7 separate regions of the Mus musculus genome follow, and regions 2, 3, 4, 5, 6 and 7 are each linked to region 1. A link is a contact called in public HiChIP or PLAC-seq and promoter capture Hi-C data. All regions are on one chromosome and are shown on one strand. The core of a region is the stretch at or near the end of the contact, and the rest is flanking DNA. Distances in the headings are between cores, read along the strand shown.

The links. Promoter capture Hi-C pulls out the DNA fragments that hold promoters and counts their contacts. HiChIP or PLAC-seq counts read pairs in DNA pulled down with a chosen protein or histone mark.
Region 2: an H3K4me3 HiChIP or PLAC-seq map of pro-B cells shows a contact between it and region 1, with 2.6 times the contacts expected there. The contact joins the promoter of Fance here to the promoter of Hmga1 in region 1. A contact is called at or near these places in 3 of 39 promoter capture datasets (hippocampal neurons, pre-B cells and stem cell-derived epiblast-like cells) and 4 of 115 datasets of contacts at active chromatin or transcription factors (bone marrow-derived macrophages, embryonic stem cells, epiblast stem cells and 1 more).
Region 3: a contact with region 1 is called in an H3K27ac HiChIP or PLAC-seq map of cardiomyocytes, with 2.6 times the contacts expected there. The contact joins the promoter of Nkx2-5 here to the promoter of Hmga1 in region 1. A contact is called at or near these places in 2 of 39 promoter capture datasets (hippocampal neurons and liver), 1 of 484 Hi-C or Micro-C datasets (embryonic stem cells) and 2 of 115 datasets of contacts at active chromatin or transcription factors (bone marrow-derived macrophages and cardiomyocytes).
Region 4: a contact with region 1 is called in a promoter capture Hi-C map of liver, with 2.7 times the contacts expected there. The contact joins the promoter of 1810013A23Rik here to the promoter of Hmga1 in region 1. A contact is called at or near these places in 3 of 39 promoter capture datasets (embryonic stem cells, liver and stem cell-derived epiblast-like cells) and 2 of 115 datasets of contacts at active chromatin or transcription factors (bone marrow-derived macrophages and pancreatic cancer cells).
Region 5: a contact with region 1 is called in a promoter capture Hi-C map of pre-B cells, with 3 times the contacts expected there. The contact joins the promoter of Def6 here to the promoter of Hmga1 in region 1. A contact is called at or near these places in 3 of 39 promoter capture datasets (the C10 cell line, pre-B cells and stem cell-derived epiblast-like cells), 1 of 484 Hi-C or Micro-C datasets (CD8 T cells) and 5 of 115 datasets of contacts at active chromatin or transcription factors (bone marrow-derived macrophages, large pre-B cells, memory CD8 T cells and 2 more).
Region 6: a promoter capture Hi-C map of pre-B cells shows a contact between it and region 1, with 4 times the contacts expected there. The contact joins the promoter of Zfp523 here to the promoter of Hmga1 in region 1. A contact is called at or near these places in 13 of 39 promoter capture datasets (the 3T3-L1 cell line, 3T3-L1-derived adipocytes, the HPC-7 cell line and 9 more), 9 of 484 Hi-C or Micro-C datasets (B cells, the G1E-ER4 cell line, the HPC-7 cell line and 5 more), 12 of 115 datasets of contacts at active chromatin or transcription factors (T-cell acute lymphoblastic leukemia, bone marrow-derived macrophages, embryonic basal ganglia and 6 more) and 2 of 9 other capture datasets (embryonic stem cells and liver).
Region 7: a promoter capture Hi-C map of pre-B cells shows a contact between it and region 1, with 3 times the contacts expected there. The contact joins the promoter of Cuta here to the promoter of Hmga1 in region 1. A contact is called at or near these places in 20 of 39 promoter capture datasets (the 3T3-L1 cell line, 3T3-L1-derived adipocytes, the C10 cell line and 14 more), 5 of 484 Hi-C or Micro-C datasets (CD4 T cells, the G1E-ER4 cell line, cortical neurons and 1 more), 15 of 115 datasets of contacts at active chromatin or transcription factors (T-cell acute lymphoblastic leukemia, VIP interneurons, acute myeloid leukemia and 10 more) and 1 of 9 other capture datasets (adipose tissue).

Annotation. Positions count from the first base shown.
Region 1 is chr17:27,554,655-27,558,866 of GRCm38.p6, forward strand. Hmga1 (high mobility group AT-hook 1) reads left to right here and starts at 1,920. Exons shown (of 5, transcript NM_001025427.3): 1 at 1,920-2,057.
Region 2 is chr17:28,311,849-28,316,060 of GRCm38.p6, forward strand. It overlaps Fance (Fanconi anemia, complementation group E), which reads left to right and starts at 1,682. Exons shown (of 10, transcript NM_001163819.1): 1 at 1,682-2,034; 2 at 3,751-4,212. The coding sequence starts at 1,796.
Region 3 is chr17:26,839,719-26,843,930 of GRCm38.p6, forward strand. It overlaps Nkx2-5 (NK2 homeobox 5), which reads right to left and starts at 1,847. Exons shown (of 2, transcript NM_008700.2): 1 at 1,307-1,847. The coding sequence starts at 1,637.
Region 4 is chr17:28,269,198-28,273,409 of GRCm38.p6, forward strand. It overlaps 1810013A23Rik (RIKEN cDNA 1810013A23 gene), which reads left to right and starts at 2,511. Exons shown (of 3, transcript NR_045427.1): 1 at 2,511-2,690; 2 at 3,004-3,047; 3 at 3,774-3,966. The region is part of intron 2 of Ppard (peroxisome proliferator activator receptor delta); the gene reads left to right.
Region 5 is chr17:28,205,915-28,210,126 of GRCm38.p6, forward strand. Def6 (differentially expressed in FDCP 6) reads left to right here and starts at 1,864. Exons shown (of 11, transcript NM_027185.3): 1 at 1,864-2,024. The coding sequence starts at 1,929.
Region 6 is chr17:28,174,713-28,178,924 of GRCm38.p6, forward strand. Zfp523 (zinc finger protein 523) reads left to right here and starts at 2,484. Exons shown (of 14, transcript NM_001357995.1): 1 at 2,484-2,813. It overlaps Scube3 (signal peptide, CUB domain, EGF-like 3), which reads left to right. Exons shown (of 22, transcript NM_001004366.2): 22 at 1-133.
Region 7 is chr17:26,937,320-26,941,531 of GRCm38.p6, forward strand. Cuta (cutA divalent cation tolerance homolog) reads right to left here and starts at 2,219. Exons shown (of 7, transcript NM_026307.3): 1 at 2,132-2,219; 2 at 1,998-2,049; 3 at 1,565-1,773; 4 at 1,408-1,467; 5 at 1,253-1,298; 6 at 1,099-1,148; 7 at 653-857. The coding sequence starts at 2,039. The coding sequence ends at 731. It overlaps Phf1 (PHD finger protein 1), which reads left to right. Exons shown (of 15, transcript NM_009343.3): 15 at 1-589. The coding sequence ends at 246. Syngap1 (synaptic Ras GTPase activating protein 1 homolog (rat)) reads left to right here and starts at 3,931. Exons shown (of 19, transcript NM_001281491.2): 1 at 3,931-4,199. The coding sequence starts at 4,133.

The DNA.
Region 1 (4,212 bases), core at 670-3,169:
TATCTGCATGGGGGTCAGTGGGCGGAACTGTTTGTTTCTGGAGTGGGCAAGGCAGGAGGGAGACAAACTATTGTGTTTGCCTACTTCTAGAGAGGGTCTTGGGTCGATTACAAAAACACAAGACACAAAACCGGCCGGTGAGCATATCAGGATGAAAAGAAGCAGAAAAATACGATCAAGCCAGTTTACTAGAAGTGGGCCAAGCAATTGGCGAAGCTTTCCGAAAGCCCATCCAGGAAGGAAGGGTATCCTTTTCTGGTACACACAGGTCAGAGGCAGTGTCCGCCCAGGGGCCACTACTACGTCGGAGGAAAAGGGCCCGCGGGGCCATTCCCAAACTCTCCCCCTTCAACACCACAGCAAGGGCCTAGTGGCCTAGGCTGCTGGCAATGACCTGTACCATGGGAGGATGTGGGCTGGCGTTGGTGGGAGTTGGCAGCTTGCTCAGCCACACCTCGCTACGAAGGTCCCCAGAGCTCGCAGCAACTTCGAGCCCCTCCAGCCAACTCGGCTCGCGGGGCACAAAGATGGAGGGCGCGGCGCGCTTCCACCCCGCCCCGCCCCCACGGCGGTTGCACACAAAGGGGCAGCCGCTCCTCCCCCAGACTGCCCCGGCGCCCTAGGCTCCCCTCCACCCGTTGGGAACGCCCCTCCATGACTTCCTCCTTCTCCAGGGGCACCCCTGGAACTGAGGGTCACCTGGACCTTGGTCCGGGACCCGCGGCCTGCCGTGGCCTCCCGCGCCTGACCGCTGCGCCCCACCCCCACCGAGCACGTGCTGCCCTGCGCCCAGGGCGCCATCCTACGGCCCGGGGGTGGGGGGTGGGGGGTAGCCGGGCCCGCCGCGCTCCCCACCCCCCACCGGAAACATTCCTGAGGCATTCCTGAAACTGGGAGGCCCGCCTCCCCAAGGCTCCCACCCCGCCTCCAGCCGGGCGCACGCTGGGCCCCCGCGTACCCTTCCACCGCCCGCGCGCCCCCCGAGGAGAGGGCTGACCGCGGAGGAAGGGGAACAGAGTTATGAGTCACAGTCGTGTGTCACTGGGCCCGAATTACGATTCCCTGCATCACGAGAGGTGTGGAAAGGCCGACTCGGGGAACCGAGGTGGGGAGGTGCGTCCAAGGGCCCGCGCCCGGCCTGCAGGGCGCGCCCCACCGCCCGCCATCTTCCCACTTAGGCTTCCTCCGGCCCAGCAACAAGTCTTTTGTTGACCCAGGCGCCCAGAGGCGGGAAACTCGAACCCCTGCCCTCAAGGGGCTTCCAGGCGCCCCTTGTCTTAAGTCGTAAGTCACGGGGGCGGGGAATCACACCAGAGGGACCTCGTGCTTCCTCAACACCAAGCAGCTGGCCACCCGTGGCTCCTCCCCGCGATGTCCCGGCGAGGCGGCCAATCGCTCGGCTCCTTTGAAGCCTGCACCTGGGTGGCGGCCGTTACTAGATTTAAACCGTTGGCGTTGGCCAAGTTTCACGTTTGGGTTTCACAAGACTTTGTTTTTTACGCGCCTGGAGGCCTCCGGAGACGCACACGCCGTCACCTGCTTGGTGGCAGAGGGGAATTAAGGAGAGGCCCTCGACATGGGCTGGGGGGGGGGGGCGGCGTCCGGGCCGCGAGAAGCTCCTTAGGGTACGCGTGGACGTCCGAGGGCACAGGCGTCAGCGCGCGCCTCCCCGCGAGGCCGGAGTCCACGGGGGGGCTCCTGTAGGTGTGTCCCCGGGTCCCCACTTAAACAGCAGGGCCGCCGTCACCGGTTCCTCCAACGCCAGGCTGCTCGGGAACTGTGAGAAACGAGGGCCGTCGGCGCGCGTGCCCGCGGAAACCGCGCGCACAGTGGCGAGCTACCCGCGCGCGGCGGCGGCAGCTGGCGGGCGGCCGCCCTTTTAAATCCCCGGGCTCATTTGCATGGCCCCGCCCCCCGGTGACACGGCTGGCGCGGGCGGGCCCGTCCCCCCTGCCCCTGGGTCGCTCTTTTTAAGCTCCCCTGAGCCGGGGCTGCGCTCCTCTAATTGGGACTCCGAGTCGGGGCTATTTCTGGTGTTGGCGCGGCTCCAAGAAGGCGTGAGTTCGCCGCCGCTCGGGTGGCTTCTTTTTTTCCTGTAGGTCTAGAATCTAATCACATTATTATTTATTGAGGCCGCGCACGGGCCGTGCCCAGCTTCCTGCCCCTCGCCATCCTCCAGGGGAGCGGGATCCGTCAGTGTTCCCTCGCCCCAGCTCGGATGTGACACACATCCCCGGCGGGGGCCCGGGCGGCGCGCACGCAGCGGTCTCAGCGCCTCTGCCCTCTCCCGGTTTCAGATCCGCATTTGCGACCGGCGGCGGTGGCGGCAGAGCCCAGGCCGGTGCCCTGAGCCCAGCCACGCCGCACCCGGCAGCCCCGAGCGCGCCCCGCCGGCGGCCTGCGGAGCTCGCGGTGAGTGTCCGCGGCGCGCCCGGGGGGCCTGCGGCGCGCGCTGCCCGCTTTATTCCCAGGCCCCGGGCTTGCGCGGGCCGCGGGAAAGGGGAGGCCGCACTGTGCTCGCAGGCGGCGGGGCCGGGGTGGGTGTCCGCGGGGCGCCGCGTCCTCCGGTCCCCAGGTTGAGGGTGCCCGGGTTGCGACCGTGGGGTGCGGAGACCCCGGGGAACGGCGCGCGGAGGGGGAGGGGGCGCGCGACTGCGACGAGCGCCGCTTGTGCACCCAGCGGCGCCCGTGCACCTCGCGCTCGGCGAGCCCGGCCTCAGGGAGGGGCGCGCGCTGCGCAGCGGCGGGAGGTGGGCGCGCGCCCCCCTCAGCCAGGGAAGTTCTAGAAGTGCGGGGGAGGGGCCCGGCGACCCGAGATTCCTCTCTGGCCTCTCCTCCGCCTTTCCCAGAGTAGTACTGTGCGTGGACGAGGCCGGATCGCGAGGGCCTGGGTTTCGGGGTTTCACCCCCCACCCCCACACACACCTTTGGCCCTGCCCCGCGCCTCTTCAACCTCCAGGGCCAGGCCTGCCCTCCGCCCCCACAAACTGGTTCCTCTGCTTTGCTGGGTTCTGTTAGAACTAGTCCCTTCGACTCCCCGTTTCTGCCCCCCCCCCCGCTTTGGTTTTCATGGAGAGAGGAAGGGGTTTTTTTCTTCCTGCGACTCGCACCAGGTTTCCTGCCCCCAAGGCGGGCTTGGGTGCCCCCTCTGGCAGGAAGTGGGGCCGGGCGCACCCGCGTGGCGGTGCATGTGGTCGGGGTGCGCCGTTTCCCGCGCCTAAAGGGCTCTGCGCCCCTCCCCCTCGTCCTAGCTCCTAGAAGCGCCGGCCTACAACCACCAGGCTGGGACGCCAGCGAAGGCATCCTCATTCTGGAGTAGAGGGCGCCTGGGTCTTAACCTGCTTCTCAGTAAACAAAGTGGCGGTCTGTAAGCATTCCGCAAGAACCTCCATTTTACCAAGTTGCTGTGTGACCTTGGGCTATTGAGGGGTCTTCTCTCTATATTTAAAGGGGGACCCTTTAAGACCCTTAACAATAGGCCTGCCGGGATGTTACTCCTCTGGTAGTTCTTGCATAGTTACTGAAACGTTGAGGAGCCACAGCGTGTGCACCCGTGTGAGAGACAGGCTGGAGGCCCAAGAGAGACACATGGGGCTTGGACTCCTAAATGTGACTTGGCCATGCCAGACCTCCCTGATGCTCAGAAACAGGTGGAAGAGGTGAGGTTTTCCTTGGCCTCGCTGGACAGAGACTCTAAGCTTAATTCAGTGGGGGCATTGGGGAGAGCAGGTGGTTTAGAGTCCCTAACGGCAAGAATTGGGGAGGCACCAGGTGGCAAAACAGTGTCCGGGAGACTGGCCAGGATCTCCAGGCAAGCTAGATGCATGCAAGGTCTTTGGGATTGGGGCAGGCTTTCCCCCAAGAGCCCCCTCTGAAGGGCCTCCAGCAGACCTCGGTGTGAGGTCAGTGCTCATTAGCTGATTAATTTTGATGTTTGGTTTGAAGGACACCTGTGGTGTAATGTAAGGTTCTAATCACAGCCTGTAATTAGAGAACAGACCAAGCCGCTAATGATGGGAGCTGGCCCAGCCACCCTGTTTAAAGGAGTCTCGAGTTTGAAATCTCGTAATAGAATAATGAGCAGAGTCCGCACCATCTGGGGTCTCTTGATGCTTGAGAATTAGGAAACCGTTAAGTGTTTTAGAAATCAAAAGTTTTCAAAATGTTTTCCTGTCGTTGGGTCAAAATTATCCCGTTGCCTCAAATCTGGAA
Region 2 (4,212 bases), core at 432-2,931, 760 kb after region 1:
CTTCTCTGAATGTGGAAACCTAAACCAGGTTTAGAACTCTGCCCCACTTCTACCCAGATGACTCAAATGCGAAGCCTTAGGCAGTGAGGTCCTGGTTGAGGCTTGGGGGAGGTCCCAGCTGTACTTCTTAGGGCCCACATCTGCCACAGTTCCTCTGTGGAACACCGAGAAAGGAGGTTACTAGAAGAAGGCATTTTCTTTTTCTTTCTTTCTTCCTTCCTTTCTTTTTTTCTTTCTTTCTTTTTTTTCTTTTTTTTTTTTTTGTCTTTTTGCCTTTTCTCCCACTTTGTGAAGCAGTAAAGACCTCACCTTTTCCAACTAATTCTTTTGAAATAAATAGTTTGGCTTAGATCAAAATCAGCTCAAAAATGCTGCCATGGGTTCCCATGATAGAGTAGAAAGCCAATGTCCTCTGTGTGACCTCAAGCCTGGTAGCCTCTCTGATCTCCTCTTCAGCCACCCTGCAGCTCCAGGGCCGTTGCCCTGTTTCTTCTCTTCCTGTAGCAACCTCCCTACAGACTCCCTGACCTGGACCTTATTGGGTTCATTTTGCCTGGTCATCCTATTATAAGGCATCTCAATTTATCTCCTTTTTTTTTTTTTTCTTCCTGAAAGTAACTGTCACGGTCAAAATATTTGATAATTTGTGGCTGGGGAGATGTCTTATCAGTTAAGAGGCCATATTGCTGTCTCACAGAGGACTAAGGTTCAGAACACATACATACTATATACACATAGAGATATTTCCCAGCTACACATACACATACGCCCCATACACATGAGTAAAAATAGAAATGTAAAAGGATAGGAACTAGAGAGATGGCTTAGTGGTTAAGAGTGCTAATTGTATTCGTAAAGACTGGGGTTTCTCAGCATGCGCGTGCAGTCTTAACTGCCTATAACTCAAGTTTCAAAGATTTTGATTTTCTCTTCTGACCTTCCAGGTCTCCTGCACACATTTGGCCCACATACATATATATACACACAGGCACACACACACACACACACACACACACACACAGAAAAGGCAAAATGGAAACAGAGTTGGAGGGATGATGGCTCAGCGGTTAAGAGTATTAGCTGCTCTTGCAGAGGACCCCACATGTAAATTTACAGCCGCTAACTCCAGTCCCAGGACATCCCACGCCCTCTTCTGGCCTCCGCGGGCACTAGACATAGTGCATTTACATATATACAAGCAAATCACCCATACGCATAAAATAATTTTTGCTTTTTTTTTTTTTCTCGAGACAGGGTTTCTCTGTATAGCCCTGGCTGTCCTGGAACTCACTCTGTAGACCAGGCTGGCCTCGAACTCAGAAATCCGCCTGCCTCTGCCTCCCGAGTGCTGGGATTAAAGGCGTGCGCCACCACGCCCGGCATAAAATAATTTTTGAAAAGAAACATTTTAAAAAGACGTGGAGAAGGACTAAGATTAGGCAGCAGTATAGTACAGCCGCTCCATCAAGCGCGGATCAGATTGGCTCCAGACGCAGGAACCGGCCCCGCCCCTTCGCGGGCTTCTCGTACTATGCAGGGAGTTAAGTTGCTTCCTGATGCCCTCGCTCCGTCCCCGCTCCGCCCCTCTCCTGGACGCTCTCTTACAGGTCTGGTTAGTTGATGGTCCCGCCCCCTCCCGATGATCACGTCCCTTCCGGCCCCGCCCCGATCGCTAGATCCCGCCCCTTCAGGCTCTACAGGGTGCTCCGGCTTTCCTTGGCTTCGGGAGCTTTGCGCGGCTGGAGTGGCGCTCCGATCCCGCGTGTCCTAGCCGCCGCCCCGCGTCCGCTCTGCGCTGGCGACGCCGGGGTCGGACTCCGTAGCCTCGGCCGGAGCGGCGCCCTGGGCGAGCCTGGAGGCCCCTGCCCGCCTCCTGCTTCAGGCGCTACAGGCAGGGCCTGAGGGTGCGCGGCGCGGGCTAGGGGTTCTGCGCGCCCTCGGCCGCCGCGCGGAGCACTTCCCTTGGGATGGCTTCCTGGAGGCGCTGGGCCACTTAGAGCCCGAGGTGCGGGGCCCCGACGGCCGCCTAGAGCTGTGAGTCCCCGCCCGTGGCCCCCGCCGCCTCCCCCCTGCTTATTTGTGTAGTTGAGGCAGGGTTCCATCTAGCCTAAGTTAGCCTGGAACTCCGGCAGCCATGTCCTCGGTGACAGGATTACAAGTGCGCGTGCCAGCACTGGGCTGAGACACGCATTTTGTCAGGCAGAATTCTAAGTGCAGACTGAGTTTGTTTGCTTTGCTTCCATCTCCAGTTGCTGAGCTGCTGGTGCATGGCTTTAACTCCAGCATTTGGAGGCAGAGGCGAGCATATGTCTCTTGAGTTCCAGGGCAACAGAGTGAGACTCTGTCCTAAGAAGAATAAAAGGCGGGGTGTGGTGGTGCACGCTGGTAATAGCACTACCCAGTAGGCAGAGGCATGAGGATCTTTAAGTTCAAGACCACCCAGGACAACATAGACTCTGCCAAAACACAAATAATGTATCTCTAATACAGATGTTCTTGTCAAGTGGACACCTGTGTTAAAAATACAGGTCATGCCGGGCGTGGGGGCACATGCCTTTAATCGCAGCGCTCGGGAGGCAGAGGGAGGCGGATTTCTGAGTTCCAGGACAGCCAGGGCTATACAGAGAAACCCTGTCTCGAAAAACAAAAATACAGGTCATACAGTGTAGGGTCTGGTTTCAGCGGTCAGGAAGCTGAGACAGGAGGATTGCTTCAAGTTGGAAACCAAGACTGCACAGGCCAAGAAAACTAGAGACTGACAGATCTCTTGTGAGTTTGAGGCCAGCATGGTATACAGAGCGAGTTCCAGGATAGCGAGGGCTACACAGAGAAACCCTATCACAATAAAGGATATATATATATATATATATATATATATATATATATATATATATGTGTGTGTGTGTGTGTGTGTGTGTGTATGTATATATGTATATATGTATGTATGTATGTATATGTATATATACACATATATATCTCCTATATTTTCTATATATATTTCTCTATATTATATATATTTCCTATATTTCCAATATATATTTCTCTATTATCCTCACATGACAGGCACCTTGGTGTGATAATGGCCCTGACACAGGGGGAGGCTTGAAGACATGGTCACTTGGTTCAGGTCACACTGGCTACCTCAGTAGAATCCTAGAGAGCTAAAGTCATGGGACCCTGGGAAGCTCTGGAGGCCAGGGTTGAGAGAGGATATGCCAGCTGTTTGCAGCAGCCGGCCCCTTAGGAGCAGTAAAGGGTGGGATTAAGGGTTGTTATGGGGTTCTTTCTTTCTGCTTCCTGGCTCACTTGCTCTGTGAAGCCCTTTCTGATGCAGGGATCTAAGAACAGGGCCCGTGCATGTCAGGGGTCCCTGACCCCTCCATCCTCAGCGACCCCTGCTTGTTTTGTTTTGGAGACAGAGTCTCATTGTTTAGCTCTGACTGGCCTCAAACTCATAGAGATCTGTCTACCTTAGCTTTGCAAGTGCTGGGATTAAAGGTATGTGCCACCAGACCTGGCCACCTACCCTAGGCAGCTCTCGAAGGTCCTGCCATCCAGTCCCTGCCTGTTGCCTGCCACAGTGTTCAACTCCAGAGCCAGTATGCCCCAACCAGTATGGTGGTACATGCCTGTGATCAGCACTTAGGGTACTAAGGCAGGAGGTTTGAGGGGTTAAGACCAGCCTGGATTACATAGTGAGCCTTCCCCCGCTGCCCCCCAACTCAGAAAACAAAAATCTTTTGTTCTTAGGGTCCCACTGTTGCTCCGGCTGCCTGGGGTCTGCCAGAAGAACCTGCTGTCCCTGCTGCTGGCTCTCCTACCATCCTTACCTGAAAGCGGACTCCGCTCTGTGCTGCAGCTCCACCATCAGGATGTGTCCTCTACCACTGATGCCTGGCTCCATGCCCTGGGGGAGCTGCTGCGAAGGGATGTGGGGGTTGGAGTCGCTGAGGGATCTTCTCCATTGACCAGAAGCTGTCAGTTACAGCTCCGGGACCTGTGTGGGCGGCTGGGCCAAGGGGGGAGGGGGCTGAAACTGGCCCTGGCTCCAGATCCTGAACAAGAGGACAGACTCTCACAGCTTTGCGGGAAACGGACGAAAGAGCCAGAAGAGGCTGCCAGCCCTGAGTCAGAGAGATCCCCTAAAAGGTTCCGGGGCTGTGAGGAGGCGGTGGAAGGAAAGGAACCGGAGGAGAGACCCACGCTGGAGTC
Region 3 (4,212 bases), core at 597-3,096, 720 kb before region 1:
GTGGCAGGGAGTATCACTCTGGTCCTATGCCGGACACCCAGCTCCGCTTAAGCTAATCGCCGAGTGCACGGGCTCGCTCGGTTCGATGTTGGCGCAATTGCGCATCTGGGAAATGCCTAAGTGGCTTGGACAAAACAAAACAAGAGAAATCTCGGGCGCCCTATCCCAGACCTCTTCCCCGGATAGTTAGCGTTCTCTTAACAGTCTGGGATTTAGCTTTAGCTTTTCTGGCTGCAAAGAAAATAAAGTCATGAGGATGCTCGGAGTGAATTACATTAGGAATACTCCGGTTTGTCCCTCGGGTGGTCAGCTGATGTTGGCATGGCTTCTGGACTTCCCAGTACCCGGAGGAGGACAGAGGCCTCTACACCAGCCCTGCGGGATTCCGGTTGGTAGCAATAAGTTCTAATCCTCCTCCAGTCCTTCTCCAATGTTCCTGGACCTTCTCTCTGCTCCCAGGGAAAACCTAGGAACGTCCTCTAACTCGCAGAAACCATTGGGCCTCTCTGGCTTTACTCAGCACAGGATCTGGGCCTGGGACTTCCCTGCTCCTTCTGTGAGCTGGCCAGGAGCCCCTCTCCCTACTCTGAGATATTTGGTATTCGGCCACCTTCGGAAGCCTGCTCTTCACTTCTCAGTGTCTTTATTCGTTCCGTATTTCCCAACAGTTCCCAGAAAGGAATTTCTGCCTGATCCTGCCTGGAGATTGTACTAGAAAAACAAAGCCAACCCCAGCTCCTGGGATCCGCAGCATCGCATCTCAAAATCACAACCCGGTCCCCAGACTCCTCTCTTTTGGCACAAAGGAGGCAAGGCCCAGAAAGGCAGGGTGGGCTACACAAGGCCCAGGATACACGGGGCTAAGCTTTCGGTTTAGCAGTTCTCAGTGTCTCAAAGTACCCCCAAATCTGGAAGAGATTTTAACTCTCCAGTACGAAGATTTGTTCTAACGCGGATTGTTAGATAGCTTAACTTTGTAACAGATCCAAGAACAAGGCCCTAACCTACTGGGGTTTTGTAGGCCGAAAACAACATTTTAATCTTCTCTCTCTCTCTCTCTCTCTCTCTCACTCTCACTCTCTCACTCTCTCCCTCTCTCTCTCTCCCTTCTTTTTTCCTGACCCTCTAAATTCGGCGTTCCCTCTAAACTTCGGACTGACTGCGGGACAGCCTGGAATCTTATACTCCAAACTCCCCGCGCCCAGCCTTCACCCCGGACTGAGCTACTGTCAGGCCTGGGTTTCTTGGCTCAGGGTTTTGGACATGAAAGCGATTCCAGAAGGGAAGAGCTTGAGGTTCTCCTTACCTTTTTTATCCGCCCGAGGGTCTTTGGCTGGGTCAGGGTCACCGTAGGCTCCCGGGTAAAATGTGGGGGCGGCTGGGAAAGCAGGAGAGCACTTGGGGGGCGAAGGCGCGGGGCCCATCTCCGCGCGCAGCTCTGCCAGGCCGGACGCTGCCGCCTCGGGGCCAGAGTAGGCCTCGGGCTTGAAGGCGGCCAGCATGCAGGAGGCAGGGGCCAGGGTGGCCTCGAGGCGCGCAGACAGGTCCCCAGACGCCAGGCTACGCTGCTGCTGCTCCAGGTTCAGGATGTCTTTGACTGAGAAAGGCGTGGGTGTGAGCGCAGGGCTGGGGAACATGGTGGCGACGCAGGTTTCACAGCGCCAGGTGGGTAGCAGAGAGTGGTGCTGCCCACCCCTGGGGACAGCCTCCCCGCATGGTGCCCGCCGCCCGCCCGCGCACCCGCCTCTCTGCCCTGGATGTGGCGCGCGGCAGCAGGTAGCGCGGAGCACCAGGGGCAGAAGAGGCGGGAGCAGGCTGGAGTAGGGGGGATTCAGCCTGCCATTGGGCCAGGGGCCTGGATGACAGGAGCGACGGGCAGTTCTGCGTCACCTAATATAGACATAGGGATGGGAAAAAAAAATCCTGCTCAGCTTTTTTTAAAGGGGCCGCGACACATTTGGGATAGTCTCCCACTCCTGCAAGGAGATTGCTCCTCGTTAGCCTGAAAATCCCAGCCAGACACACTCAAAGAAAATACCTGATTCTGTTATGCTGAGTCTAAACGCAGGGTTGGGGGTGGGTCGAGGATTTGAATAAATATTCTTTGCACTGTGTCCTGTATCACTAAATGGGCTGGTGAGGATGGATTGAAAGCCAGAAGAGGGGGGTTATTTTCAGGGATCAAGACTATGACTACAATATTGTTTACTGAAGTCTGCCTAAGAGTAGCCTGCATAGAAAGAGAATCACAGAGAAGACAGTTGTTCTGGGACGAACACTGAGTTTAACACATGAGTTTAAGAATTGGATTGGGGAGCGGTAGTTAATTTGACCTACAGGACCAAATTCAACCCAGGAACCCAGAGGGGCCCCAAGGGGTTCTGAGCTGAATGGAAAGGTGAAGTGGCTAATTGTGGGGTGGGAGTGGCCACCTGCTTCAGACTAAGCGGTGGGGCCAGGCACCTCTCCAGAGAGAAGGAAGCATTGTTGGGGAATTGACTCTTCCTGGAGGAGAGCTGCCTTCTGGGTTGTCTGCCTGGATTCTCCTGAAGCCCAAGCTGCTTCATTTTTCACCCTCCTAGGCCACCACAAAAGTCCCAGACCCTTTCTAGCCCGATCCTCCAGGGCCTTCCTGGGCTTCTACTCCACGGGGCAGAGGACAGATCAGGCAGGTGGAGGGACATTTTCAGTCCAGTGCTGCTTCTGTCTGAAAACTGTCAGGGTTTAAGGAACCCAGGTTCTGTACTAAGACAACTGTCTGGATCTAAGGAACACTTGGGCCCTCCCAGACCCAACAGAGTGGGACTTTTTCCTGCTGTAATCTCAAAAAGAGAAGGCACATCGATTCCAGGCAAAACCTCCCCCACCGAAGGTATATGGTAAGGCTAACCTCTGGGAGAGCTTGGGCTCACCACACCGATTTGCAAAGGGGATGTGCCCTTGAAAATTCATGTGGTGAGGGTCCATCACCTGTTTTCGGATATAAGGATTCCCAGAGTGAACAGATCTGTGAGTCAGAAGGCACACAGATATGAAGGACGAGTTGGCCACCAGAGGAGAGGCTTTTGGAATAGAAACGGAGTGTGAGTGTAGGGTCAAAGGTTAGCTAAACAAGTCACTCTTAAGTCATGAACCCAAAGTCCAGAGATCAAAACTTTTGTGAGTGCAGAGTGTGAACTGTCCCTCCTGGCAGGGCAGTGTGGGCCATTGGGCGCTGGCAACCATCTGGGCCATAGTGAAGCCAGCAAAGGCCTGATTTGTGTTCCTTCCTGCTTTTCCTCAAACCCAAACTCCCAAGGCCTTGGGTTGTCTTCAACTAAGGGAGAAGGAGACCCAGCTCCAGGCAGACTGTGAAGCCCAATTCCAGGCTCCAGTGGTCAGCACCAGACTTGGGAGCCATAGTGAGATCTCAACCCAGGGACCACAGAGCATCCTAAAGCTGGTGCTCTTTGTCTTCCGCTGTGTCCCTCTCCAAGCAGTCCAAAGCCTTTGCCTTTTTTCGCTTTTGTTGTTTTGTTTTGTTTTGTTTTGTTTTGTTTTGTTTTCCTCCCTTGCCACAATTTCTGGTTACATTACAGTTACTGTTCTGAGCCAACCTAGCTTGGGACCCTCCCGAGATTGAAGATTGGTTTGTGTGGGTTGGACGGATGTCTATCACCCAGGCGGTGACGTCTGGCAAACGAGCCACATCCGATTCAATTAAATGTCTTGCTGAAAACAGCTTCGGGCGAGGGTCCTGGGAGTCCTGTTAAGTGAATCGGCTGGCCCTGCGGATCGCGATGACAGTTTGAAAGATTAGTGTGAGCTGACGCCTGAAATATTACCGTTTAATTGGGGGAGCTATATTGGGGGCCGCATCCGGGATCCCTGTTTTAAGTCTTTTTTAAAAAATAGTTTTGAGAGGGGACGTTTCCTTTGCAAATCAATGTGGTGAGGATTTATCACTTTTTTCGGATATAAGGGCTTCCAGAGTTGACAAATCTGTGGGTCAGGTGTCAAGAAAAAGGAAGAAAACTCTTCTAATTTGAACAAAATCAGTGACTTTCCCACCCCTACAACCTTGGTGAAAAGGCCCTGGCCTTTCTCTTCGGGGAGGAAACAGGACAGAGTGAGACAAATAGGCAGAACAGAATTGGGGTGACCTGTGGGGGTTTCTTTAGAGAGCTGTCCAAAGCACTTTCCAACGTGGCTTCTGTCCTGGCTGTCTTCAAA
Region 4 (4,212 bases), core at 1,261-3,760, 720 kb after region 1:
CAGGGACCCGCCTGCCTCTGCCTCCCCAGTGTTGGGCTTACAGGTGCAGCCACCACACCCAGCTCTTTCATGTGAGCTCCAGGCATTCAACTCAGGTCCCCATAGTTATACAAGTGACTTACCAATTGTGCCGTCTGTCCCCCCCAGCCTGAGCTAGCTCAGTGTTTTAAATGAGCCACATAAGAAAGGGCAGGAAGAGCACACAGGCAGAGCACCCATGCTTAGGTCTCAGTCCCCTCTGGGCAGTCTTGAACTCGCCTTTGGTCAGCACATGCCTGCTCTGTACCCACCACTTGGGGAGCTTGTGGGAAACGAGGGTACCCAGCACTTGTCCTCCGAGGGCCTCACACATACACAGCATTAAGCAAAGCTTGCTGATGGTGACTGGTCAGGAGCGCTGTCAGCTCTTCCAGGGGCATTGGGATTGCTCTGGTGGGGACTGGACACTCAGGACCTCTCCAGGGTTCTGGAAGGGGTCACCATCACCCCTTGGCAACAGACACCTATGGTGACTTCAGGTGTGCCTGTGGTCACACCCCAGGCAGCCAAATGCATGTCAGATGCGTTAGCAAGCAGACGTGGGAAGAGCTGTGGATGGGGAGGCGGAGGCTTATCTAAGGAAGTGGTGGCCAAGCCCATGTCTGACGGATGAGGAGGCATAAGTCAGAGTGAGTAGTGGCTGAGGTGGCCCAGGCAGAAAGAGCTGCCTCAGTGGATGCCTCAGGGTAGGGAGCGCCCTACTGCTGGGTTTAAGATGTCAGGCCCTCTGCTTCTCCACTGACTTTGCCGACCTCTGGTGCTCTCTCTCTTTCTTCTGTCTCTTTCCACTCCGATTTAACTTACCTTATACTTACTGGTGTTTTGCCTGCATGTGTATCAGCATCATGTGTATGCAGTACTGCGTGAAAGCCAGAGGGGGTGTCAGATCTTCTTGGAACTGTAGTTAGAGACCGTGCAAGCGCTGGGGATGGAGCCTGAGGGTTAGTGCTCTTAACCACTGAGCCATCCGAGGTCTCCCCTCCGAAGTCCAACCTCAGAGTTAGGTTCACGTGTTATACCTGGGATCCAAGGCCACGGCCTGCGCCTTATCTGAGAGCTGGATGCCTCAGCGAGGTGCGGCTCACTGGCTCTGCCTGCCCCACTAGCCCTCCTGCTTGGCCTTTCCCACCTTGCCAGCGTTCATTCTTCTGCAGGCTCTGCTTCCTGTGTGGTCTCCTCACACAGCTGTTGGTGCCTGGGTCAGTGTGTTTACACATGCTCAGCACCCACGCCGGGCCAGGAAGTGACTCTACCTGAGGAGGACTCTGGCTGCTGTGCGTGCGTGCCTGCGGGAGCCTGCCCCTGGAGCCACATAAGAAAGGGCCTAAAGGACTGCAGGTTCCCAGCAGTCCCTGGCTGTCAGGATTTGGGAACAAGGAACAGAAATTTCCAGAAACCCTTCAATTTATAAATTATTCTGTGTCTTTCACACAGAATTTTAAAGGAATGTTTTCACTTTATGAATTTTAAAAGAAAAAAAACTGACTTTTCCTGCTTCCTTCATTTTTTGATGCCTGAGACAAAGGAGGGTCTCAGGCTCCAGATCTTCCCATATCTCTGTGCTGATAATGGCGTTTCAGGCACGGGGCCCCACACGCTCGTTTTAATTTAATTTTCTGATATGAAGTGTGAAGGCCTAAGTTCCATTTCCAGAGCCTGCACTAAAAGCTTGGCTGTGCACCTGCGAGCGCAGCACGGGGAGGTGGAGAGAGATGGGTCTCTGGGGCATACCGGCCAGCCTAGCCTGCTCACCAGCCTCCAGACCTGTGAGAAACCTTGTCTCAGAGGCGGGAGGTTGCTTTCCCTAGGAGGCCTGCCACCTGCAGGTTCAGGAAAGATCGTGGGTTCCCAGCCAGCCAGGACTATAGAATGGAAATCCCATTGTATAGAAGGCACCTAAAGGCCATGCCTTTAGTACCAGCAGAGGCCTGGAAGGACTGACCTCTGCGTGTGCGAGCCACTGGCGACCATCACTCCCATGTCATGAGTAATGGCAGTTAAGAAACGTTTTTTTTGTGAGCCGGGTGTGGTAGTGCACGCCTTTAATCCCAGCACTTGGGAGGCAGAGGCAGGCGGATTTCTGAGTTTGAGGCCAGCCTGGTCTACAAAGTGAGCTCCAGGACAGCCAGGACTACACAGAGAAACCCTGTCTCAAAAAACCAAAAAAAAAAAAAAAAAAAAAAAAAGAAAGAAGCGTTTTGTGATGAACCTTCAGAACCAGTATTCCTGGGTTTGGGACCACTCAACCCTGCTGCCTCTTCGCATGACTGTAACAGCACTTCCGGACCCGAGGCTGCGTGAGATTGAGCTCCCAGGCCAGGCCACTCTGCTCATGAGCCAAGCTTACTTGTGTTTGGGGACAGTCTTGCCTTGTCCCTGTGCCAGTCCTACCTCTGATGTGGTTGGCCAGCACTAAGGTCACTCCAGTACAGGGCTCCCAGGACACCACACCCTGTGTTTCCCAGCGCCCTGTGCACCTGGCAGTCTCAGGTAGAAAGCAGGCCCTCCGCTGGGCTAGCTGCAGGCCCCCTGCCTGCTCTCAGCCTCTTTTAGAGGGAAGGCTGTGTCCAAGGTATCCTGCAGGCACCCTTCCAACCCCCACCTACTCCCTCGGGGACGTGCAGGCTGTAAGGAGCAGACTGTGAGCCATGGTAAGGTCAGTGCCTAGGGTTCCCAAGCTGGCCTGTGAATCCCAGGTAGATAAGGAAGGCCCTGCCTCGATCTGGACTCCTGGGGAAGAGAGAAGCAGGAAGCTTCAGTGGGGAAAGGTGCGGAAGGCCTTGCCAAGCAGGTTATGGTGGGTGGGGAGCTACCACCTGCTGTAGCCCCAGGATTTGGGTGGAGACTGTGGTAGAGGCCTCCAGAAAAGAGGGCTGGGCAGCTGAGTGCCGAGTGGCCCGGGACTGGCTGAGTGGCCTCTGCTGCGGCGGCCCACAGCCAGCCCACAGACCTGTCTCTATCCAGTTTGCAGCATCCGCATCCTCAAGGAAGCCGCTCCTGAGCCCTGGGTGAGTAGAGAGGACTCTGTCCCTAGCACTCCTCGGTGTCCTCCAGAGCATTTATTGTTGAGAAGTCGGTGGCTAGGGCTGAATCAGTTTGTTGTCTTTCCTGTCTGGGCCACCTTGTCCTCTGCCTATTGCCACAGCACCAAGACAGTCAGCTCTCTGGGCGTTCCGAGTGCCTGTTCTGTGCTGTCCTCCCTCTTCGGCCTCCCGGGAAGCTCATGAGTTGGAGGCCAAGGCCGGAGAGTCCTGGCAAGGAACAGGTTGCTCTGTGCAGGCTGGGGAAAGTGCTGGGATGTCTTCCCCTGGCTCATGGCCACCTCAGAGCCTGCATTTCAGCACTCCTGAATGAACCAGTGTTTACAGGTTGTCCCTGTCACCAGTGTAACATCTGGTGCACAGAGGCATGTGTCCTCGGCATTCTGTGTCGAGCCGGTTCCTTGCTTGTGAGGTGAAGGAGCCCAGTGTGACCTGAGTGTGTGAGGTGTACTGTCCTGTTAATGTGGTGTGCAGGTGTCACCCCTGTAGCCTGCTTCCGGCGTTATTTCTCTGTCACATCCGCAGACCCCCTCCTGAGTGAGCGTGCAGGCTGCCAAGGGAATCTGGGGGATCCTAGCGGGTAGATCTGTGGAGGGCATGGTTGGGCTCCCATCTCTAGAGTGCTCTACTAGGGCAGGGAGAGCCCATCTGCTCCGCTGCCTCTCCACTCAACCGCTTTGTCCCTTTTCTCAGGGACCAGGAAAGCCTTGGGGACTTCCTGCTTTCCAGAGCTGAGTGAAGCAGCCCTTATCTGGAACTCGAAAGCCCCAGGAGGTGTGTGCTCAGAAGCAAACAGAGGCTGACCTGAGGCTTCCTTACGTCAGCACCCTCCTCAACTGCTCCTGGGAGCTTAGCCGATGCTTTTCTTTAAAGTTCTTACTTATGTACATTTGTTTGTTTGTTTGTTTGTTTGTTTGTTGTTATCTCTGTGTGTGCCTGTGCCCATGTATGATGGTCAGAGCACAGCTTGTAGGAAAGAGTCTGTTCTCTCCTTCTACCATGTGGGCTCACTTCAGGGCACCACCAGGCTTGATGGCAAGTGCCATGTGTCATGCCCTACCTACTGAGTCACCTCATAGGCAGAGCTTCAAGCTTCACTTCTTCACTCAGTACCAGCATGCCTGTGTGATGT
Region 5 (4,212 bases), core at 614-3,113, 650 kb after region 1:
GTCCCTGGTGGCAGGGCTGGCCAAGCTCCAGCCTGCTTTCCTAGCCCTGCGTGGCCTCAGCGCCCACCCATGCAGCAGGTGGCTCTCCATGGGTCCAGGCAGGAAGAGGCCCTAAGAGAGGTGAGCTCTGGGACCCGCTGGTAGGCTTTTGCCCACACCTACGCCAAACAGGACCCGAGTGGCTGTGCTTCTTCCTGGGCTGTGGCTGAATCTGGGGTAATGCCCGGGCTGCCAGAATTCTGGGTCTTCTGCCTTGCCATCATTGAACAGAGCCTGGACCCTTCCTTCCCTGCCACCATCACTACATACAACCTCACCAGGGTTCCAGTGACTTCTTCCCAGTGCTAACATCCCGGCTCTGTAACCCAGTTAGGGGGCAGGATGTCTAAGTTCATGCCGTGAGACCCCAAAGACACAGGGGGACCCCGCTAAAGAACCCCCAAAAAGAACGTCAGAAGGCCAGAGCAGCCACAGCTGGACAGGTTCTGGCACCTCATGAAGAGCAGCTATAATGCTACCCACAGCTGTGTAGGAACACTGTGGGAACTGTGGGAGCCTCTCCCTCCCTCCTCGTCATCTCTCTGTATGATGCTCTCATGAGCCCCCAGCCCCTTCCTGCTGACAGAGCCAGGAAATCAGGGACCAAGTGCATAAGATTATCCTCTCCTGGGACACCTAAGGAAGCCCTCATTTGCTGTTGCTCAGCTGGGATCTTTTCTCTCCTCCTCCTCCTCTTCCTCTCCTCCTCCTCTTCTTCCTCCTCCTCTTCCTCCTCCTCTCTTCCTCTTCCCCCTCTCCTCCTCTTCTTCTTCCTCCTCTTCCTCCTCCTCCTCCTTCTTCCTCTCTCTCTCTCTCTTCCTCTCTCTCTCTCCCCTCCCTTCCTCCCTCCCCCCTTCTGGGCTTTTTTATAGTTTGTTTTTGAGACAGAACTGTTCTTCATAGCCTAGGTGGTCTCAAACTCATCCCAAGGTTTTAGAACTCCAAGTGAGGAGCAAGTGGAGGGGCTGGGTATATGCCCCTGTGAGTGAGTAGGTGGATGGGTGGAGCACAACTCCAGAATTAGCTTCCACTGACTTCATTGAAATTTAATGGCCACCATGATCTGTGTGGGCATTGCATCTGAAGAAGTGGAGGCTGCTGAAGAGGGCTCTGCCCATGGCCTGCCCTGCCCCTGACTGGATTTCTGACGTGAGCCCCACTGTCAAGGTCACCCTGTGTGCCTAAATACAGGCTCTGGTGTCTTGAAAGCCATCAAGTACAAAGTGGGCAGTATTCTGAAGTTTCTTTTAGAGCCAAGGCCCGGGGAGGGGGAAACAGCAAACCAAACTGCCAAGGCACCCTGTCGTGGAGAAGCGGAGAAGCAGCTGGCTCTGTCCTTCCTCCGCTGGGTTGCTTTTGCTTGGGTAGAACTCTGCACTGAGCTTCTGCTGGGTGGCTCTAAAGAAATATCCTGTCCCGGGCCTACAGGGCCTACAGTTTTCTTTCTGTCCAGTCTCAGGCACCCACACAGCTCTGTGAGGTAGGAACGTACTAAGAGTAGACTGTTGGGGCTAACTCATCCAATCGCTTCCACTTGGTAAGCTTGACTCCTGATCCTGTGTCCCTCCAAGTCTGGAAGGGCCTGCTTCCTCTCTCTAGAGCTACCACTGGGAGCCTGGGAAGATCCTGAGGCAAGCAGGCTTCTAAAGTGACTATCTGTGCTGAGGGAGCCAGGGCCCAAAGGAGGGCTCCAGCTCTGGGAGGGTCAGCCCTGGAAGCAGAGCGTGGCGAGAGCAGCTGGCTAGGCCCTGGAAGCAAGAGGGAACAGGCAGGTGGAGCTCTCGCTCCGCTCTGCACCAGGGCCTCTCTGCGGTCTGCAGCCGTTTGCATTTCCTGAAACCGGATCTTGGTGTCAGAGCCGCCCCTGGGCCGGGGCGGGCGCCTCAGCCATGGCCCTGCGCAAGGAGCTGCTCAAGTCTATCTGGTACGCCTTCACTGCACTGGACGTGGAGAAGAGCGGCAAGGTCTCCAAGTCCCAACTCAAGGTGAGTGGCATCCTTGGGGCTCAGGGGAGGCTGACTCAACGTGCCAGCTCCCACCCCAGAGAGTCAGCCACGGAAGCCTTTGCTACTGGCAGACACCTTGCCATCCAGCAGCCCTGGCCCCGGGTGGAGCGCTGACGGGGCCACAAAGGCAGCGTAGCTCAGTGGATGCTCCCCAGAGGGCTCATGCCACCAGAAGCCACTGTCTAGAACCAAGTACCCTGACTGGACAGACAGTAGAGGTGGCATCACGAGGTTCCGAGATTGAGTAGCCAGGCCCCTTCCCGGGCTCCTTGTGGGTTCCCCAGCGTCATGCTTGGGCACGTACCCTGCTCCTCCCTGTGGCTTCCTCATGGCTTTGAAGAAAAACAGTTAGTGCTTGCCCTTGGCTCTGAGAGCCTCCTCCATTTGCAAAGCAAGCTGGCGACTTGAAGCAAGCGGTAATGTGGGCCACCTATCAGCGCAGGAACAGAACAGGTTGGGAGATTTATCTTATAAGACCTCGGGCTGAGGGTGTCGGGGAAGCCGGGTCTGAGAAAACCTCTTCCGTGACCACACACACACACACACACACACACACACACACTCTACTCACCCCCATCATCTTAAAACCATTAGGCCTGGACAGTTCCAAGGAGCGGAAGGAGCTCTCTCCTTCCTGGGTAGGTGTCTTCTTCCCAGGGGAGAATGTAGGAGAAACCAGCAGAAGTCTAGGCTGCTGGAGCCAGGGAGTGTTGGGCCAAGTGTCAGAGTAGCCTCAACCCTGCTAGGGATCCAGTCACTCTCTGTAAATACTTTACCTGGAGCACCACAGGAGGCTGTGTCTGCCTCCCACTCGCCCCTCAAGATCTGGGTATTTACAATTTCCACTGTTCACAACCATGATAGGAACCCTGGGAGGCAGATGGCACAGAACAGGCATGGCCCACCTCTGTCTCAACTCCGACATTGCTGAAGCTGGGTCCTATGAACTTAGAAGCTCTAGCCAGCTCCATCTACCCAGCTGAGCTGGCTTTCTGAGCATCTAATGACTAAGGTTCTACTGCCCCAGGAAAGAGAGTCCAGTACCACCTCTGGTTCCCTAGAGAGGCAAGGTTAGCCCTTCCCATGTCTGCCCAGCTCTCGTCACCGAGTTGAGTTCTGCCCAGAAAGAAAAACAGGTCATCCAGACACCAATCCTGTAGAAACTGTGCCCCCCCCCCCCACACACACACCTTCCCCCAAACCCTGTCTCTTTAGTACTCCACCACATGGCTTCTTGCTCCCAAGATACTATGTTCCATCTCTGTGACTTCTGACCCCTCTCCAGGCTCTCTGTGTGCCTTGTGTGCATAGTGTGCAGCCCTTGGTGTCATCAGTTAGAAAGGCCTCCCAATTAGAGCCCCCCCCCCCGTTAGCTTCTGACCAGCCCCTTCCTGCCCCACTCCCACTCCCCAATGCCCACAGGTTGGGAATTTCTGGGGAAGAACCTCTGAGCGCATATACCCTTAAACTGTGCTCCTCCCTGCTCGAATCGAGCCCTCTTGTAGTGACATCTCTGGCCAGAAACAGTAAATGTCACTCACATCTGCCTCACAGGAAACCTGTCCACTCTCAAACTAACACTGAGAGTTTTGGGGCCATGTGAATGAGAGGCAGAAATGTCAGGACCCTTGCATGTGAGGGAAGGGTCCCCCCCCCCCAACCTGGGCCAATGTGGTGGATGCTGGGCCGGGAGGGAAGTAATGACATTGCTGGAGGTGGGGAGAGTCAGAGAGGAGGAATGGAGAAGTGGTCAGAAGGTGGAGGAAGAAGCAGAGGACAGAGATAGGCTAGCAGGGTACACCCAGTCTCCTGTGGATGTAGGGGGTGAGGGCTCGGGCTTAGCTGGTTTTAAGAATATGGTTCACAGCCTTGGTGGCCTCTGATGGGGACAGGCAGGAAACTGTATAACCCCCCCAACCCCAGATCACACTGAGTCTGAGTTGCCTCTTCTCCCCTCCGAATGCTTATGGAGGGCTGCTTTGGTTGGCCTGGTGCATCCTGGGGGGGGCCAGAGGGGGAGGGGGAGGGGCTGGGCTGAGAAAAGCCCAGGTGGGACACACCTGGATGTGGTGGCACACCTGTGATCCCAGGACTTGAGGTTGAAGCACGACACTCCAGGGATTGTCTCAAAAAAAAAAAAAAAAAAAAAAAAGAAAAGAAAAGAAAA
Region 6 (4,212 bases), core at 1,234-3,733, 620 kb after region 1:
CAGTTGACAATAGGCAGCAGCAATGTGGTACACAGAGTATTTTGCACTTGGGGAAAAATATGTATCTGAAAACTTGTAAAAAGGAATGTTTGGATTTTGTATTGTCTTTTTTATATTATTAAAATACTAAATGAAACTCCGAGGTCTAGCAAGCATCCTTTCCTCTACCTCAAAGGCTTGTCCTATAGCTGGGGGCCCGGGGGGGGGATCTTAAACACTCAAAGGTCTCTTCTTCTCACTGCCGGACAGGCCTGGCTCCCCCCTCCCACAGCTCAGCTTATTCCTAATGATTTTAATATCTGGAAATTCATGTCTCTGTCTACGTTTAAAAGCAACGTTGGAGACTTCCCCTCGCTGAGCATGACAGCTTAGGTCTTTAATCCCAGTATTAAAGAAGCAGAAGCAGGAGTTTCCAGACCTGCGAGGGAGGCAGAACCAGCACCAAGGTCACCGCACCCCAGCAATGGAGAGCTGTCATCCGACATCCCCCCCTCTGATCTTTACTCGTAGCTCAGCAGCAGAGCGCCATGCCTAGCATGCCCGGGCCCTTGCATCTCATTCCTGGTACCAAGAGAATAAAATTCTACTCCACAACAGCTTCCTCACCAATCTTTCGGACCTGGAATGTTTTAGAACCGTTGCTTTGGCTGGGTATAGTGACTCACGCCTTTGATCCTAGCACTTGGGGAGGGAGAGGCAGGCAGATGTGTGAGTTTGAGGCCAGCCTGGTCTACCTAGACTAAGATGCAGGCCAGCCAAGGCCACGTGGTGGGATGACAACTTTTATCTCTTCCTTCAGACAAATGGTTTCTGTGTAATGGAGAGGAAACGAACCGAATACCATCTGCAAGGAAGAGCTATCTGCCCATATGGTAAAGGGTGGTGGCGCTGAGCAGACATCCAGGTCACTCGGAATTCTAGTATTTTCAACTCACCAGAAAACTAAAAGTGATCCTGAACTTTTTCATTGAGTATGTGTGTGCATTTGTGAGTGTATATAAGCAAGCACTGTCTGTGTGTGTGTGTGTGTAAGCATGCTACCATGTGTCTTTGGAGTTCAGAGGACAACTGGGGGAAACAGGTTCTCTTTTCCCACCATATGGGTTCCAAGGATCAAACTCTTGCCAGCCCTGATGGTGAACTCTTGACCCTCCTGGTTTCACCTCCCCAGTGCAGGGGATTACAGTTGTACACCACCGTGTCTGGCTTTCTTGCTGTATTTCTAACCAATAATCCGTGCTATAAAACCCTGGAAAGATCCCATGTGTGTCGTGCTAGGATGGCAGAGCTGGCTCTAACTGGGTATATACTAGGGCACCAGGTGGAAATTCCAGTACCACACTGGGACCTCGGGGTTAACATGCCCGTGCCAAGGCTCCTCCCCCTTCATCTTCTTATTTTTAATTGGAAGCTTATTTTCTCTCAATTTCTGAAAATATCCTGAACCACAATTCCTCCCTGCTTGGAAGAGAGATAATAAAAAGAACTTTTAAAGTTAGGTGTCAGGTGTAAAGATGAGGCAGGAGGATCACAAGTTCAAGGCCACCTTGGGATCCACAGTTTGAGTCCAAAAAAAGGACAAAACTATGGAAAAACAGAGAAGAAAGGGGGCACTTGGTTTTGTTCCTCACACTGCTACCCTATCAAGGGGACCTGTTGGTTTTGGGGAGCTGATGGAGGAATGAATGAACGCCCAAGAACCTGAGAAGACTCTCGGGGCGTTGTCCCTCAGGGGTCGACCATCAGAGTGTCATTTCTCAGGGAAGGCAGTAGAAGGAAGCAAGTGTTGTCAGGGAACCTTCCTTCAGAGAGAATCATCCCTCAGGAAGATGAGTCGAGCAGAGGGGAACGTCAGGGCCCTTCCTCAGGGGACAGGATGGGTGCACCATCCCTCATAAACACTCACGTTCCCCAGGGCATATGGGAAAAGCCAGTACTGCAGGGAGAATTGTCCCGCAGGAAGGACTGTCAGGGCTCCATCCTTCATAATGCTGTCCCCCCACCCCCACCCCTCGGGCATCTTCCCACAAAGTGCAGGAAGGATTGTCCCTCGGGGTGCAGTCCATGCAGAAGGACCATCTCTCACGGAGACTGTCCACAGGGAGGACCGTCCCTAAGTCCCTCAGGGTGCTGAGCCCCAGTTCACCTTCTGACAGAGCGGGAGAGAAGCGTCCCTTAGGGTGAAGTCCCAGGGGGAGGACCATCCAGCAGAGATGACTGTCGGGACGCCATCCCTTGGGGCGCCGTTGCACAGGGCGCTGGGAGGACTGTCCCTCGGAGTCCCATCCCCTCCAGGCGTCTGGTCACCGTCCTCTGCAGGAACCACCTAGAGATACCTGCAATGGCTTCCTCCCGAGCAGCCCACCGCCGCTCGATTTTTTCCCCCGTTGCTATGGCGACCGCGGCTTCCACCCGGCGTCGTGACGTCATCACGCCCTCCCCGGGCGCCCGGGCTGGCGAGGCCGCGTCACCCGGCGGCCAGCGGAGAGAAGAGCGAGGCGGAGCTCCGAGGCTCGCCTGAGGAGACTCGGCGGCCTGGGCTCCGGGGCCCGGGAACCGGGATAAGCAGGCCGGCCGCCGCGGCGGAGGGGGGCGGGCTGGAGCGTGGCCCCGCGCTGGTCATCCGGGTTCCGGGGCCCGGCGGAGGCCGCGCCGGGAGCGAGAGGGAAGTGCGGCCGCCCTGGAACCTGGATATCGCGCGAGGCAAGCCGCGCGCGGGCGGGCTATGGCGCAGGCGGGTTGCGGGGCCGGCGCTGGTGGCAGGGCCCGGTGCATGGTGGTCTGTCGGCGGAGTCGCCCTCGGGGGCTGTCAGGTTGGTGGCCGCGGGAAGAGTGGGTCCACCGTGCCCCGAGGCGGGAGGCTGGGCGAACGCGGGGCCCCGGGAAGGTCCGGAGCCCGTCGTGCCCACCCTCCTCGGTCCCTGGCCTGGCGGCTGGGCCTCCCTGGACGGCGGCCTGGCCCCACCCCCACCCAGGGTCCCTGCCCCTCCATCCCGCCCTGAGACTCCTCCCCCAGGACTCCCAAACCCCGCCCTCCTCCTCCTCCTTGACCCCATACACACACTCCTGACCCCCAGACCTCACAAGGCGACCCCCAATTCATTGAGTGCTAACCCCAGCCCTGCTTCTGGACCCTCCAGTCTCAGTGCTGATACAATCATTACATGGCTTCCAAGAGGCCCGTAGTCCCTAGTGACCCCCTAGACTACCCTCTGTGGGCACCCCTTAGTCCTCTCCTGGCTTCTGCAAACCAGACTCGGGCTGTTTCCCACCCACTCATCCACATAACTCGTGATCTTCGCCCCGTAACACCATGATCATCTCACCCTCCTGACATCCCTCTTTAACCCCCCCCCCCGCCCCCAGCCTCCAGTGTCAATCAGCACATACATAACTTATGCCCACTGCCATGCCACCGTTGTGGTGATCAAGAGTAAATGGAAATGAAGTATCATTTGAGGCAGGAAAGGATTCTAGATTGAGTGTGTGGTTCAAGTTCAAATTCTATCATGTTGAGCTTTGGAAACCTTGGTGGAGGTCCTTTCCTTACGGTGGACTTGAGTTTCTGATCAGAACTGTGATGAGATTGAGTTTGGTGATTCCCCAATGTTTCTTTCTATTAAAATTCTGCAATTCTTAGTCAAGACAAAAATAGCGAACTTTTTTCTACGCTGCCTCAGAAATGTAGTCCTTGTAACCTCACCCTCCCACCCCCACTCCCAACCTGGGTCTACTGGCTTTACCGAACAGTATTTCTTCATTCCTGTGATTGTCTACACTCTGCCCCCTCAATTGGACTCTATCAGTTTGTAAAGCCGTGCAGCACAGAGCTTCCCACTGAGTTGACATCATGAGCTTGGCCCTTCAGCTGGGGAACTTTTGGCAAAGCATTTAAAGCCTGAGGTAACAGGTGCAGAACATTCAGGACCCTTCTGCCTCACAGGAAACCTTTACCTTTATGGTAGAACAGTTGTTTTTAGTGAAGGTCTAACTACTGGGTGCTGGAGATGCCACAGACACCAAGCATATGGCCCACGCCAGTCACTACTGCTGCCATCTTGGAATCCCTGTCCCCATCTCTGATGAGTGCCTTACCTCTCACTTGGACCTTTTTCACAGCCCCTTAGTAATGATCCCCCTGCCCCAGAAACTACTGTATGGCAAACTTTATTTATATAGATTAACTAGACCTCTCACAGGCCAGACCTATTA
Region 7 (4,212 bases), core at 969-3,468, 620 kb before region 1:
CCTAAAAGTTCACCCCACTCAGTGACGGCCTCATCTTCCTCGGTCCCAGCCCTGACCCCAGGCTTTTCCAGACATTCACCCCCTTCTCCCTTGTGCCGTAGTCTGTCTCCGGGGACTGGGGGAGGAGTCCGAGGTGGGGTTAGCTACCTGTCCCGAGGGGACCCTGTGAGGGTCCTTGCTCGAAGAGTGCGGCCTGACGGCTCTGTGCAGTACCTAGTTGAGTGGGGAGGGGGGGGCATCTTCTGACAGCCTGCTTCTGCTCCCCTCCCCATTCACACACTGGCACTTTCATGCCCTGACCTCTGACCTCACCTACAGCTGGGATGTACCTGGAGAGATGGGGAGTGGTTCTCCCTCCTGCCCAGGCTGGAATCCAGGGGAGTGAAGAGGTCCTCTTCTCTGCCCCTTCATGACTCCTAATGCCCCCCCTCATTTCCTTTGATGTTATTTTGTTACAGCTTTTGAGATAATTTTTTAAGACTATTTAACCCCTGGGATTAGAGATTGGGGGGGGGGGTTTGGGTGGTCCAGGATTCCAGACTGTATGACTGTAATAAAGATAAATAAACCTAGTAGGCATGAGTCATTTTGAAAGATTGACAAGAGGCGCTCTCGATCTTCCCGACCACATCCATGTCACAGAGAAAAGGCATCAGGAGCAGGAGAGGATTTATTGGGGGTTCGGTCATCACATGGAAGCCAGGGGGCATTAAAACAGGAACAGGGCTCCTCATGGTAGGGCTGTGCCAGAATTTGAAACCGATTCTGTGACCTGGTGCACCCAGTGCAGGTACGGGGGATTTCCCTGCTCCACAGGCAGTGCAATCACTTCGGCCACTTCATAAGGGTGCACAGATCTGCGAAGTGATAGGGCGAGGTTATTTGGACACCCAAAGATACACCCCCTAAGACACCAGCCCTGGACTCCCCAGTAAGTTCCACCACACAGTGTCCACCTCAGCGCTTGGGGGAGGGGAGGCGGGGAGCGGGGTTTCTTCTCACTCAGTGGCAGAGTGTTTGCCTGAAATACTCAAGGCCCTGCCTGGTTCATCCCCCAGCCCCACCACCACCACCAAAAGAAAATCTCAAAGTTCTTACCGAACAAACTCTGTCAGAGCAGGGACCAGGGAGCTTTGGGTTTTAATCATCTAAAGGGCAAAGACAGACATAGTTCAACCAACGGGGTAGAGAACTGGTGTCAGGAGAGGGCCAGAGTTGTCAAAGGAGCCAGGCAGGGGGGGAATTTTCTCACCATCAGCACCTCACTATCTTCCTCGATCTTTCCTTTCCATTCATAGCTGAAGAGGTCAGAGAAAGAAGGGAACAAAGTCTTGGGAAAGGAAGATTTCTCCCAGAAAAAGCTCTCAGCCCCTCCGGGTAGATTTCCGTTTCTAACTGACAACTCACATGGATGTGATCTGCGGGATGAGGTTGACGCAGGCTGCCAGACGCTTCTCTACCACTGCCCTGAGGGTGAAGCGAGATCAGAGTGTGCACGACCCGGAAACAGCACCCTTCCCCTAACCCCAACGCTCTCTCTAGGTCATCTGGCCGAGGTCCCCACCTGGCGATCTCCTTGGCGACTTTTTCGTTGGGACAAGTGACAAAGGCTGCAGAGACTGATCCTGGAACGTAGCCGGAGCCCGAGGCCGGAGGGGGCTGGGACGGAGGGCTTCCAGAAGCCATTGACAGCAGAGCTCGGGGTAGCAACAGAAGGCGGGAAGCCACCGGCAGTAGCGCTGGCATCCAAAGAAACGACAGGAGCAGAGTGGCCTGGAGCAGGGGGGAGGGCGGATTCAGTGTCCCCACAACTGCCCCAGGAAATTGCACCTGGGCTGCCTTCTGGGGCAGACACCAAGCCTCTGCGCTGCCTTTTCTGCACCAGGAAGAAAAAAAAAAATGTCCCTGAAACTTAAAAGAAACTTGGGACAGCTCCTCTGTTCCGCTGCAGAAGCTGGGTGAGACTTCGAGACCGGAAAAGGCGGGGCCAGACTCACCCCTCCGCCGAGCAAGACGCCGGGCGCCCGCCCCCAGTTCATGCAGCCCGCGCTGGTAGAGAAAAGAAGAAATCAATGGCCGCTCATTGCACGGACGAAGGACCCCGAGCCCCGGCGGAGCGGCCGCCTCTTACCTGCAGTAGCCACGTGACGCGAAAACAGTGTGCACCACGTGACAGGAGCAGCCCTGCCTTCCCGGAGTCTCCAGACCTGGCCAATCCCGGCCCTCAAGTGGCCCGGTAGCCCCGCCCTCTTAAGTGGGCGTGGCGTCGAGCCCTCCGACCAATCGGCAGCTTTATCTGAGGTCGTGCGCCCCAGCGGCCCGCCCATTTCCGTGAATCCTCAACCGGTTGCTGGCAGGGGAACGCCGCTGCGGCGACCCGCCGTCACGTGATGAGGCCTGTCCTTTCAGGCGGCGCCGCCTCAGGAGCAGCGAGCGGAGGCCAATTGCTGGCCGGCCTCGCGGTCCACGTGACGTGAGACCTGGCGACCCGCGCTGTCGCTGCGTCAGGCTGGGGCCGGGGAGTTGTCCTGAGCTCCGGAGTGTGCCTAGTAACAGCCCCCCTCCCTCCCCGCGCTGACAGGCAGCCTTGGGTGGGGACAGTTCCCCCCACCCCCCGCCACCGCCCTTGCGTTAGCACCGAGCTGAGAAGCCAGCTGTCCCTGGGTAGGGGGCAGTGATCAGGCAGGCTCAGACCTGGCACTGCCGTGGCTGGGAGAGGAAAGACACCTTTTCAAAGCACTGGGTGACACCTGTAAATGGGCTAGTGGGTGATGGAAGATACCCAGAGCCCAAAGCTTCGGACAGAGGCTGACAAATGAGTGGAGAGGAGAAATGAGAGTTGCAAGTTAGAGTTCAGAGTGTGACCCTGTTCTTTCCCCCTTGCTGACTCTTCTCCCCAGGACTGGCCCACCTCTCGGTCTTGGGTCTCCTTACCTTCATCCATTCCCCCAAGGAACCAGGACCTGCCCTACATAACCTCCCTGGAGCCTAAACACATCCAGTGACCCAAAAATGGAGAGGGGACCAGTGAGAGGACAGAGAAGAGGGTGGAGACAGCAGGAAAAAGGGCCCTGCCGCCCAAATATTAGCCCTCCCTCCAAGGTCTGGGGTCCTTGGCATGGGTGGCTCCTGTTAGGCTTCTGCATTTTCTTGAGTTGGGGGGGGGGTTCTCAGAGATCCTTGTGTGTGTAGGTGAGGGGTTGGGGGTCCAATATTTGGGTCCTGTGGGGGTGGGGGTCCAATATTTGGGCCCTTCCTAGGGTCTGGGTTACCTGGGGAGTTGTTTCAGGAAATTGAACCTCGCAATCGGTCACTAACTCACATCTTTCAGATGTAATGTATTTTAGATCTCTATGTGGTCATCTTCATCTTTGGGTCAGCCGAATGTCTCCTCCTTCATCCCCAAGTTTGCAGTTTCTTTGAGATACGAATGTGGGGTTTCTTACCTCTAGCTAGATTCTAAAATTTAATTCTGGCCTGGGGCACTTTCTAATATTGGCTTCATCTTTTTCTTTGGGTCTAGGTCTCTGTTTTGGGTCTCCCAAACTACAAGTCCAGGGTTCGAATAAGATTAACATGGGTCTGGAGAACCTTGCTGACACTAGAGTCTCATATTCTGGTCCCTGACTCCTTTCTTTAATTTAGGGGGTGGGGTCTGAGCTCAGAGGTCTCTTTCCTTCTAGATTTGGATCTGTGAGACCCAATTTGTTGAGTATGGAGGTGGGGGGGGGGTGAGGTGGTGAGTATCTTTCTCTGGGTCTGGGGTCTGTCTGAGGGTCTTGGGTCAGCTTCTACGGGACTTCCCTGGTGTGTATGAGTCAGGGGTCCCTCGTTCTCTCCTTTTCCGGGTCTCCCTGGGTAGGGGTGGGGGCTGCAGTCTCTCCCTCCTCCTCCTGCTCTCTCTTCTCTAGCTCGCTTCCCCCGCCCCCCCTCTCTCTGCTGCCGCTGCTGCCGTTGGCTCTTATTCTCCTCCTCCTCCTCCTCTCTCCTCCTCTCTGCTCCTCTCCGCTCCTCTCTCCTCCTCTCTCCTCCTCCTCCTCCTCCTCCACCTCCTCCTTCTCCCCCTTTCTCTCCCCCTCTTTCTCTCTTCTTTTTCTCCCCCCGTCCCCCCGCCCCCTCCCCCTCAGGCCTGATGAGCAGGTCTCGAGCCTCCATCCATCGGGGGAGCATCCCCGCGATGTCCTATGCCCCCTTCAGAGGTACGGTGGTGGT